Linked DNA regions of Mus musculus: region 1 is linked to region 2. The links are chromatin contacts, called in public Hi-C maps. All regions are on one chromosome and are shown on one strand. The core of a region is the stretch at or near the end of the contact, and the rest is flanking DNA. Distances in the headings are between cores, read along the strand shown.

Region 1 (5,846 bases), core at 102-2,601, 79 kb after region 2:
AGAGAAATAATCATACATGTCATATGTATATATACACCCAGATACATATACATGTAATTGTAATATGTATATGCTTCAGAGGGGATTTGTATGGATTTATGTCATACTTTCCATGTTTTTACTATACAAATGTCCATAATAAGTAAATATTTCATTATTGTGTATATTTTAATGACATTAGATTCTCTAATCCTTTAACAATACAGAATGTCATTAACAAACCCTGAAAGCATTGGTTTCCTTAGAATATTTCTCTTCTGTAAGCTGTAAGACGTTTTCTTTTCTTTCTTTTAAAAAAAAGTTCAGTGAATTTTCACATTCAATTTAAAAAATGAAGACTCTAAAAACTCTGGAGCCCTTGTGCGGCCTTGATTTTTGCGGCCTTTTGGACTCTATAGTCCTAGAAACTCTCTTTCTGCCCCAGTCTCTGGCACCGCAAAAGTTAAAACAAATCATTGTTCATTTCTCTTGCCATTTCAACTAGAAAGCTGTAATGAATTGTGAATAATAAAGTTCTCAGTAGACTTTCTTAATGAAGATTCTGGAACTCTAATTCATCATTATTTGTGAGTAGTTCAAGCTAAATAATCTGGTAAATATTACTCATAAATACATTAACTAACTCAAAGATACATTAACTAACTCAAAGATTTCCCAAGAGCATACCAACCTCTTCAGCTGTGGGTCCTAAGAGATCACATAGCATTTCGCATTTCTTTATGTGTAAATGTAATCCGGTGGGTTGAAGATGCATACATGTACCAGAAATTATTCATATATACACACACACACACACACACATGCACACACACACATATGTGTGTGTGTGCATGTGTGTGTATAATACATATATGTGTGTTTATATATATATGTATATATATATATATATATATATATATATATATATATAATACATATTTTTTACACCATTGTATGGTGTTGTGTCTTATTTCTTCTATACCATTCTAAAATAAAGACATTGCAGAGTGAGGCTCTGTAGAAAAAGCCCAGGATAACTGAAGGGTAGAGAAGCTTCCTGTGTTAACTTGTCATGATCATTCATCCTTCAGCCTCCTCCTCTCATATTTCCATACATGTCTGTGCGCAGACATCATAGAAGCAGAGGGTAACCCCCCTCTCAGCCTCACAACCTTCTTCTTGGAAGCAGCTTGGAGAGGAAACTTGTCCTGACCATAGACTCAATTAGAGGAAAAGCTACAGACAGACTTGACCACATTGTTGATTTGCCCAAAGCTGCAACAGACAACTGACATGAGACCTCTTTGATGTTCTAGAAAGAGGAAACCTAGATATTTTATTTTCATTGTTGGCATGATGATACCCACTTCCTCTAGATTAGAGTATAGAGACTCCACATGGTAAGCTAATTAAAGCTCTTCCAGCAGGCTTTGTCGTGCCTTAGAGAAGACTGAGGAGGGATTGTTCCTCTTTTATTTGAGCTGTCCATTTTTTCCTTTCATAAACTCCAGAGAAATGGGGGGAAAGTTACTGCCTCAAATTCAAAGAGGGGATAACCAATCCTTTGGACATCTACTTCTGTTTGCCAATGTCTCAGAGTCTGATCTTGGTTCTACTCTACTGTGACAATGAACAGGTTGGATTGTCAGTGTCCTTTGTTCTTCCAGCAAAAGCCTCCTGCGAATGTGAAGGATTAATATTGGAGCTTAATAGCCTTAGATTTAATTGGGTTCCACCTAGTGGCCTGGCCCTCACATTGCGGCTGTAACTTCTATAGGATTTTCTTAAGACTTTCAGAGACATGACCTGGATGTTACTGTAATCAATAGGATAGAGAAAAATAAAAGGAGTAAAGAGGAAGCAAGACAAATATCTTTTCTGAGGCCAATGTTATTAAAACTCTCAAATTTAGACTATTATCTCTAATTGAGGTAATGTGCACAGCTATGGAGACTGGCTGAATTTTAAGAACTAGTTAAATATAAACATTAAAAATAGACTTAAACTTGTTACCATGTGTTAGAATTTATTCACTTAGAAAAATTAGAATTTGAGTTTTAATTTATGGAGTTGGTCAAGACTACTCTTTTTTTTTTTCTGAGAAATTCCATGTTTAGAGAAATAATCAGTGTTTTTATCTAGTAAAGTGCTGGGGACAGCACTGTATTCCCTAAGTGAAAAATTCTTAGATAAAGTAGGAAAATCTTTGAGGAAAAAAAAACATGCACACACCTACAGCAATGATGATATTTTCACTGGTACCTTCTCTGAGATTACTAAGGTAAGCACTTGGGATAGAAAAATGCAGGAGGCTGCTGCCTACTATGCCCAAGAGACTGATAACAGTAGAGGAGCAGATGTTTATAAACACAGTTAGAATGCTGAATGTAAATAAGTGAGCTATAATCGAGATCTTACAAATGTGACTGCAGTGGCAATACAATAGAGAGGTCTGTTTATTGGGGCAGGTAAGCCACTTTTCATAGAGCAGAAATCCCAGAAGAATAAAATAGAAGGAAATCATTTGCAGAGTACTCGCTTTAGGAATCACTCAGTCCTCTAATGAGATGCGGGTGAGCTCTGTACAGAAATTCAAAAGCATAAAACAGCACATGTCATGTAGAAAATGGTTCAAACAGTCCTGGTGTCAAAAGCTCGCTGTTGAGAAGCAGGAAAGGTGCATTTATCTTCTTCACATTCTACCTTTTATTTCCTTGAACAAAGCTGTTATTGTATGCATTTCCTTTTGAAGGGGCTAGAATTGGTCCAGCCACAACTCCAATGCATGTCTAAAGCCAGAGCTGAAAGGCTTAAAGGATGTGGACATTTCCAGCTGCGTGTCTTACGTCCAGGCCTGGCTCTCGCTTACAAGATAGTAACCATGTGCAGCTTCCTAGCTCTTACAGATTTATTTTCTTTTTTTATTAGGTTGGAACAATTGTAACAGTACCTATTATATACTGTTGTAGTAAGAGCAAAGATTATCTCAAATAATATTGAAACTAAAAGTGATGGTATTATTTTTTTATATTTTAGAGAAATTAAGGTGAATGGTAAAAGTGAAATTAAAATGATGAAATCATCACATTAATTAATTACATCATCTTATTATGATTTATTAAAACATGCTCAAAAGAGCATATAATTTTAATAATTCTGGAGGTGATATCCTTCTAATAAAAGAAACTCAAAGGACAGGTGACTGTAGTATAAAAATATTTTAAAAACTACACCAAAAGACTCTACTCTTTGAAAGAACAGAAAAATGCCATTCTATCTATCTATCTATCTATCTATCTATCTATCTATCTATCTACCTACCTACCTATCTATAACCTGAGTTTGATTTTCAATACCACAAATTAATAACAATAGTAACAATAATAGTAATTTGATAGTTGTAGAGCAAAAATGTGATAATGCTCATTTTTCATTTGCATTATAAATATTTACAAAATTAACATAAATAAACTTCTTTACTGTTTTAAATAGTTATTTACAAGTTCCTTCTTGTACAGTTGATATTTTGTGGTAAATTCCTTGGCATTTTACATAAGTTTAGAGACAAGAGAGAGTGCCCAATATCTCCTCTTCTACTTAAAAATGAGCCTTTATTAGAGTTCTTTATTATTTCAGAATAGCTCCAGTATCAGGGAGGAGAAAACAATTCACTATTTGTCACAGGTAACATACCAGTCAAGTGGAAGAACTAAATGATTTTCCAAGAAAACAAACAAAAAAAATGCTGCAAACAAATTTAGTTGATTCAAGCTAAAATTAATTTGTATTTTATCTTCAAGCAAAAAGTAAATAGAAAATGCTTGAATAATTTTATATGTAATGAGTAATGTCCAAGGCATCCCCATTATTAACTATATGACATTATTGAAAGATTCAGCTAAAGCCCAGATCAAAGGCAAAAATTTCCAGGGTTATTCATAAAATGTTAGCATGAATTGTATATGAACTCAATGAATGAGACATCTCATTGATTGCTCTTCATAGGATAGAGGTCAGGAAATATTCTTATGAAAACTTCCATTGACTTCTAAGCTTTGATCATGTCTAACAGGAAAAGTTGTGGGATGTCTTGTGAATGGCTGGAGCCTGAGAGCAACTAAAACAGACACTAATCTTCAAACTATAGATGTTGGAGGCTGGGCAATTGAGTCAGGTTAGTGAGGTAAAAAGATTTATATTTGTGCATTTATCACAAGAAACTAAAAACGAATAGGTTGCATGACCTGATTTTTCAGCTGTTATCAACACATTATTTTAATAATAGTTTCTATATTTTTATTTTATGCTAATACAGACTTAGTTATAACTTCTTGAATATTAGAAGTCATTAGAGTCAGTATTTTGCCTTAATTTAATATGAAACTCAGATGACCTAATAAGAAACATTAGGGCAGTGTTATTCAAAGCATAGAGGAATTTTCTGTGTCTATTGTTAGGTTTGTAAATTTATTGGGTGACTATATATCAGATGGTGTGGAAGAATTTTGCTTGATAATATATGTTAGATTATATTTTTTTCTGTCTCAAAGAAAAGAGAATAAGATTAAAATGCCCTATAGACAGTTAAGAATTAATGATCAAATTTTGAGCTCAAACTCACATAACCACGGGGACACTGTACCACAATACTTAAACTTGACATATGGGACGCACAGTTCAGTCTCAGAACTATTTAATGAATGTCACTGTTATTGTTATAATTACATGAATATAACTGAGTCTCTGAAGAAGTTCCCATTGTCCCAACATCTCCACCCCGGAATCTCTGCACTAGAGTCCAACTCTCTTTTGTAGCAAGGATTGGTTTTTCTTTCCAGCCCACAGAGATAGCTCCTGTTATGCTCAGTGATCTACAAAGCAAAAGAGAAATACACAAACATGAGAAAGAGACATGTAGGGTGAGGAAAAGGGATGACCTAGGTGTACGAGGGCTAAAAGAGGTTGGGGATGGAAATAATCCATCCACTGCATATATGTGTGGGATTGTCAAATAATGTATTTAAATTTTTTTAGTTGGAAAGTTGTAAAAAGAATGTACCACACAATAGAGAGTTTGCCAATGTATCCTTTTGAGAGGTGTTACACAGTAAGCTGATGCTCCCTCCACAAAGGATGCTTTGGCTGGGTTTGGAGATTCTGTAGTCTTTAAACTTTAAATCTATGTATTTTCTTTACAACAAACTCAAAAAAAAAAAAAAAAAGGTGGTGGCTGACTCTAAGAAATGGTGCTCTAAAACTCTGAAACTAGTTTATCTTTGCAGTGTATTGCTTGGATAAAGCCATAATTTAACACACACACACAAATCTTTGGGCAAGGTCCTGAAAGAACCATAAATAATATGAAAGGTCCTGAAAGAAAGATCAATAAACTGCTAGTAATTGAACTAGTTCTTTACTTTTGCTGGATTACATTTGAATAGTTAATGGACTAAAGGTTTTGGTTTTTTGTTTCTTTGGTTGATTAGTTCTTTTTCTTCTGTATGTTTGTTTGTTTGTATGAATGTTTGTTTGTCTTCTGGTAACTGTTTAATCTGATTAGATAAAATTGAACTTTAAAATTATTATTGAATTGATGCATCTTAATAGGTAGAATGATAATGGAAAACAACAATTATAGTGTTAATTTTAATATTAGTTACAGATATTCTTATAAGTAAATATAAAAATGTTTCAAATTAAAAATAACAATAAGAATAAAAGTTCGGTGGTATTGATTAGGGGTATGTGTCAGATTGGTACATTAGTATTATAGAAACAGGAAAAATAAACCATAGAGTTTAATGCTGTACATACATGGCTTTGCAGACAAACATTTTGGTTTTTTCCCACTCTTCATTTATCCTTGA
Region 2 (6,221 bases), core at 2,601-5,100:
ATTATCATTAGAAGGAAACACACAAATGCAGCAGGATGAGGAGTTTTGAAGAGGTGTGTAGCAATAAGGATAGAAACAAAGTACCAAACCCAGACAGGGCATTATAACACTCTAACAAACTGTTGTCTCTTTTTATCTTGTTGAGGATAATTTTGAACCGGTCTCCCCAGCATGACCTGCACAGTGGCCACACACAGTCAGTCCATTTCTTTTTACAAGTACCTACTGTGGTTGTGCTCACTTCAAGACTCCAGAATCCATCTTAGATTCTTATTCAGGCCCGTCACTGAAAGTACAGCTCCCACGTCAGAAATTGACCATTTCTGCCCAAGTCGCACTTCTGTATGGGCTGTCCTGGAACCCAAATTCCTTGCTGGACTGACTCTGATTACCTCCAACTTCTCCTTATGTGCACCTCTCATCCCCAATTCTAAGCCGTACCTTCTTTGCTGCCTTGTCTTGATTCTGTCTATACATATTCCCTTCTCACTTTTACTTTTCTAGACATTAATCTCAAGAAAGTTGTTTAAGCCTCAGATTTACTAAGAATAAGATCGAATTTCAAAATAGCTACTGAGTAGAATTATACCATACCTATTATATAGGAAGGCTTGTGTTTATTGCCTTGGTGCTATTTATTAAATAGGATGGTATATTGCCTTAATAAAATTTAATACACTGACTAAAAAGCAATTATTATTCTTATCATCAATGCCAGAACTATTTGTAACAACAAATCCCACATGCAGAGTTGATATGTCCCATGTTCTCTCTGCCTCTAAGTTCTTTTATTTTGATGTGAATTCAAGTATGGTGCTTTTCACATTTATTCACAAGGCAGACTGTGGAATCATGATGCCAAATATCATTATATCATTCATTCTTTTAACAAATATGTGGCGAATTAGTTGTATGTTAGGAATTATTTTGGAAACTAGGGTTTAGAGATCTAATGACAGGGGAAAGATGTCCAATAGATATTTATACAGTGTGATGGTTTGTATATGCTCAACCGAGGGAGTGGCACTATTAGAAGATGTGGCCTTGTTGGAGTAGGTGTGTTACCGTGTGTGGGCTTTTAGACCCTCATCTTAGCTGTCTGGGGGTTAATATTCTGATAGCAGCCTTCGGATGAAGATGTAGAACTCTCAGCTTCTCCTGCCCCATACTTGCCTGGATGCTGCCATGGTCCCACCTTGGTGATAATGGACTAAACCTCTGAACCTGTAAGCCATCCCCAATTAAATGTTGTTCTTATAAAAGTTGCCTTGGTCATGGTGTCTGTTCATAGCAGTAAAACCCTAACTAAGGTATATAGTGACAGTCTTAGTAGATACCTCACTGGGTAAAAGTCCTTGCCACCAAGCCTAAATATGTAAGTTTGAACCTGGGACTCATTCGGTAGAAGGCTGGAATTTACTCCATACTATGTGTATCTCCTACATATACAAAATCAATATATAAGTGCAATGAAAAAAAAGCTTAAGAGAGAAGAAAAATGGTTCTAAAACCATAAATATACACAGTGGCAAATGTGTGTGATACCTGAAGTTATCTGTTATTGACTCACTTAGTCACTGTAAAACCAGCTGAGATATAATTACATACACCTTATAAATTAAAGAAAAAGGGGGAAGGAGGAGAAAGAAGAGGAAGAAGAAGAGGAGAAATAAAAGAAGAAGAAGAAGGAGGGGGAGGAGGAGAAGGAGAAGAAGGAGAAGAAGGAGGAGGAAGAGAAGAAGAAGAAGGAGGAGGAGAAGAAGGAGAAGGAGAAGGAGAAGGAGAAGGAGAAGGAGAAGGAGAAGAAGAAGAAGAAGAAGAAGAAGAAGAAGAAGAAGAAGAAGAAGAAGAAGAAGAAGAAGAAGAAGAAGAAGAAGAAAGGCAAAAGACAGTAACAGATCTACAGATTGTGCCACAGCCAGACTTCAAGTCTGAGAAAGTTCCTGAAGATGCTCCCTAAACTTCAAATTGATTTTGTATCATCTAAAAGACTGTTAAAAAATACACTGCTGAAAAGAAATGCTGGAATTTACTTCAACATTCTCTGGTTTGGCAGAGGTATAAGGTAAAACTCAGAAACTTGCATAACTTAGTTTATAAACTGGCACTGGAATTACACTTCCTGAGCCACACTATACAGTACCATCTCGGAGGCCCAAGGACAAGTGTGTATTGCTTAGAAACTCATATTATCTTATATCACTCAACATATACTAAACTTTGGGGCGTGCAACTTGCACATGTTTCTTGCTGATTCTCCCTAACTGGCAATGACATTTGACAAGTGATTCAACTCTCTAAATCTCCATTTCCTAATATCAGGATGCATTCATTAATCCAAAGTGACCCACAATCTTTGCCATTGACTTTAGAAAGGCTGCTTTAATTTCTTTTTAACAAGTAAGTGTTCTACTTTGATTATGTCCATCAAAGGAATTCCCAGATCCCACGTTTAGCTCTAAGATATGGATCATTTAGTAAAATGTTTCAACAACGACAAACTGTAGAAATTTAGGAAAGTGATGCTATCTGTAATGGGGCCTTTAAAAGAAAATGCTAGCTTAATTATACAATGTCAATTCTTAATCCTATAAAGGCTTTTGAGATCTAGAAGGTGTCAGCTCCTCCCCATTTAGCTCTTGTAGCCTAGTTTCATATGAAAGAACACTCTAGCCCCTTAGTTATCAAGAAGGACCCCTATCAAAGTGTGCCTTCAGGCTTAGAAGCCTGAGTGTTTTTAAAGCAGAATTCAGAGACAGAAGTGGTTTGTTCTTCAACCACATTGCTTCCTCGGACTGCATGTACTCAGTGGAAAAAAAAAAAAAAAAGTCTGCACATAAATATCTGTGATCTGTGGGATGGGGTTTAAAAAGAAACAAAGTGCACAAGCCTACTAGGTCAAAGAGGCTCATCAAGTCTGCCTGGTTCATCTCTGTATTCTCAGATTAGCTCAGAATGATCATGATCCCAGCCAACAACAGCCAGGCAACTCAAAACAGCTCTCACAAGAGCAGGATGCTTCGCTAAAGATTACTACTTAACAATTGCAGGCAAGAAGACTGACAGAGGAGGCAAGGTTCAACTATGCTCCCTTCAGCTCGCCCTTGGGAAAGCCTGACACAGGAGCTCAGAAGACCACTTCATCCTGAGCAAGCTACTTCCTCTTTCTCTAATTCTTGCTTTCATTCTGAAAACAGAAGGGCTTGAGCAATGTGATCACAATGTGATCACCCCAGTCACCCGCAACCCCCACCCCATTCAACTTAATCCTAATAAAGTTCCAGGGAGGGAAAACAAAACAGATTCACCCAACCTGTAAAGGTTCACTACAATTGAAATCTTCGGGTAAACAGGCAGACCGGAAACCAAAGAAAACCCTGAAGATAAAAAGCTAGATTTGGTAAATGGAACAGAAATTCTCAAGACTATCTTAGGTTAGCTAGTAAAGTTTTTCCACGGAGTCAGAAATGCAGGAAAGTGCACCAAAAACAAGAGAAAGAGAATTAGCCTCAGTAGACTTTAAGACTCTTGTCAACCCTGTATTGCACAGGGTAGATTCTATTTTAATCACACTGGCATTACAAAACACCGCTACAGAGTTCTCAGCTTTGGCGTTCCTTGAAAGGCAGAGGTCCCCAAAGGCCACTTTCCTTCTTCCTCCTAGTGGTGCCTGTCCCCACCCTACACTGTCACTAACTAACTTCCTCAGGCCACCTCGTGCTGCCTCACCTAGTCACACCCTGTCCCTCCCTACATCTCAGTCACTCCACGCCCCCGTCCTCACAGCCTCGCCGCTCCTCCCCCACCTCATTCTGTTCTCACCACCCTGTAACCCCGCCCCGCGGACCCTGGGTTTCCGGGCTCTTGGGTATTTTAAGGCGGGAGCCACTAGGGTCGCCTGACTGCCATCGAGTGGTGTTCCAGTTGAACTTGCTTTCTCTGCCATCTGCTCCGCGGGCGCCGTCAGCATGGGTCCCTGGACCCACTCCTTGCGCGCCGTCCTGCTGCTGGTGCTTTTGGGAGTCTGCACCGTGCGCTCCGACACTCCTGCCAACTGCACCTACCCTGATCTGCTGGGCACCTGGGTGTTCCAGGTGGGCCCTAGAAGTTCCCGAAGCGACATTAACTGCTCGGTGATGGGTAAGCGGCTTCCCAGGGTCCCGAGTTGTCCTTTTCTGTCCCTGAGTCCTTGCCTTGGGGCCGGCGTTTCTGGGTGACTGGAGAGTTAAGAGCTGACGAACGGCCCCTTGGGGGATCAGAGCCAGGGCCGCTAAGTTGAATTTGAGCTGCTGAGAACTTCTAACTTTACACTTATTTTCCTGATTATCTCACAACTCATGTTCAAGGAAACGCGCCCCTGGTTTTTTACTTGTTTTATTTGCTTTGATTTCTTAGAAGCGAGTGGAGAACTGCTTTCTTGACCCTTCACTCAGGTCTGACAGGTTCTTGTTTTTAAAATTCAGAGTCTTGACTGCTGAGCTCAGACTCTAGGAGTTAGCCTTTTTTTTTTTTTCTTTTTTTTTTTTTTTCTTTTTTTTTTCTTTTTCTTTCTAATGGGGGCGCTCCTTCTTTCCCTGTGAGGTAGTGGGAAGAGACCACTTCAAACTGGGCCTGTTTTATCTGCTACTTTCCTTGACATTTCTGGACGCCTTGTTTAAGGAATTTCGAGAGATATACAAAAGCTTTTTCCTGTCTCTTTTGTCACATTTTACAGTAGTGTTTGGATATGACGGAAGCAAACGCAATGCCTAACACTTGGCTCTCAGTGAGTATGTAGTAAATGAAGACTGGGGCATTCCACGTGCCTCGGATATAGGAAAACAGTAGTACAGATAAGAAGAGTGACACTTATGGTCTCCCCAGTCAGAGTTGCACAGAGAAACTCAACTCTGAACTGTAGTTTTCTTGTGAGTAGAATAAATGCTGTCATATATCCCACCTCCCCTGCCTCCAACAAGGAGTCATTTACTAAATTCCAGGTGACTGGGTTTAGCTTAATCCTGGGTGGTGTCTACAATTGTTTCTTTTCTAAATTTGAGCATGGAGATGAGGCAGAAGGGAGAGAAAAGGTTTGCATCGCCTTATCATATGAAGTCTCTGATAAGTTATTCCTTCACGGTAAAATGAGCTAATTCAAGCCAGATCAGGGACCTATCTACCTATCTGTCTGTCTATCTATCTATCTATCTATCTATCTATCTATATCTCAGGTTTATTTGGAAACTGCTTTTGGCAGGGGAGGCAAGATCACAGATCAGGGAAACAGCCTTGGGAAGGGAGACAGAGGAGAAGGGGAAGAGATTGAAAGTTCCCATGGAGAGAAGGTCTGAAGATAGAAAGGACAAGAGGCCGGGCAGTGGTGGCACACACCTTTAATCCCAGCACTTGGGAGGCAGAGGCAGGCGGATTTCTGAGTTCAAAGCCAGCCTCGTCTACAGAGTGAGTTCCAGGACAGCCAGGGCTACTCAGAGAACCCTGTCTCGAAAAACCAAAAAAAAAGGAAGGACAAGAGACCAAAATGACTGGATTATATAGGGAAGAGCCTCTGGTGGAAGGGCAGCCCAACCCTTAGGCTGGAAAGTTCAAGGTTTGGTACACCAGGTAGGGACATAGGGATACTGGAAGAACCTGAAGGTCAGGCCTGCCTTGATGTGTAAAATATGCACTTAAGCCCCTGGGGTGGGGGTGGGGGGGGCTTGCTGAAATCCAACAGTCTCCATCTAGCTTGTTAATCTGAAAGAAAGACAGAGACAGACAGAGAGAGAGAGAGAGAGAGAGACTAATGTGTAAAACTCTAAGATGGACACAGCTGAACAGCTGAATAGCCTCTACCTATAAATCTACTTTTGACTCTAATCCAACAGTTAAAGACACACAGAAGCAGAGCAGTGGTGGCACACGCTTTTAATCCCAGTACTTAGGAGGCAGAGGCAGGTGGATTTTTGAGTTCGAGTCCACCATGGTCTACAGCGAGAGTTCAGGGACAGCCAGTGCTATACAGAGAAACTCTGTCTCAAAAAATCAAACCAAACCAAACCCAACCCAAAAAGACCCTGTTATTATGCAAGTTAAACATTAGTACCTATCAACTCAAATTATTTTTATATCTTTGAGGAGAGAGGTAACATTTACGTCAGTGTTCCCCCCCCACCCCCACCCCCCGTTTTTTCAAGACAGGGTTTCTCTGTGTAGCCCTGGCTGTCCTGGAACTCACTTTGTAG

Evidence for each region. A called contact is a pair of places that touch in the nucleus more often than the background predicts.
Region 1: a contact with region 2 is called in a Hi-C map of bone marrow-derived macrophages, with 1.6 times the contacts expected there. The contact joins the enhancer-like site here to the promoter of Ctsc in region 2. A contact is called at or near these places in 3 of 39 promoter capture datasets (the 3T3-L1 cell line, liver and macrophages), 1 of 15 datasets of contacts at CTCF or cohesin (CD8 T cells), 3 of 484 Hi-C or Micro-C datasets (the 63-12 cell line, bone marrow-derived macrophages and liver), 2 of 115 datasets of contacts at active chromatin or transcription factors (CD8 T cells and thymic regulatory T cells) and 2 of 9 other capture datasets (adipose tissue and pancreatic islet).

What each region holds. Positions count from the first base shown.
Region 1 is chr7:88,355,885-88,361,730 of GRCm38.p6, forward strand. It overlaps the pseudogene Gm2407. Among named protein-coding and RNA genes, the nearest start is that of Gm25345, 15 kb to the left of the region's middle. Within about 2 kb of position 1,352, at least 25 of the 459 cell types and tissues checked have an H3K27ac peak or open chromatin away from gene starts, as enhancers often do. A contact at or near this core is called in the 63-12 cell line, CD8 T cells and bone marrow-derived macrophages, where this site is marked.
Region 2 is chr7:88,274,235-88,280,455 of GRCm38.p6, forward strand. It overlaps Ctsc (cathepsin C), which reads left to right and starts at 3,851. Exons shown (of 7, transcript NM_009982.5): 1 at 3,851-4,140. The coding sequence starts at 3,969.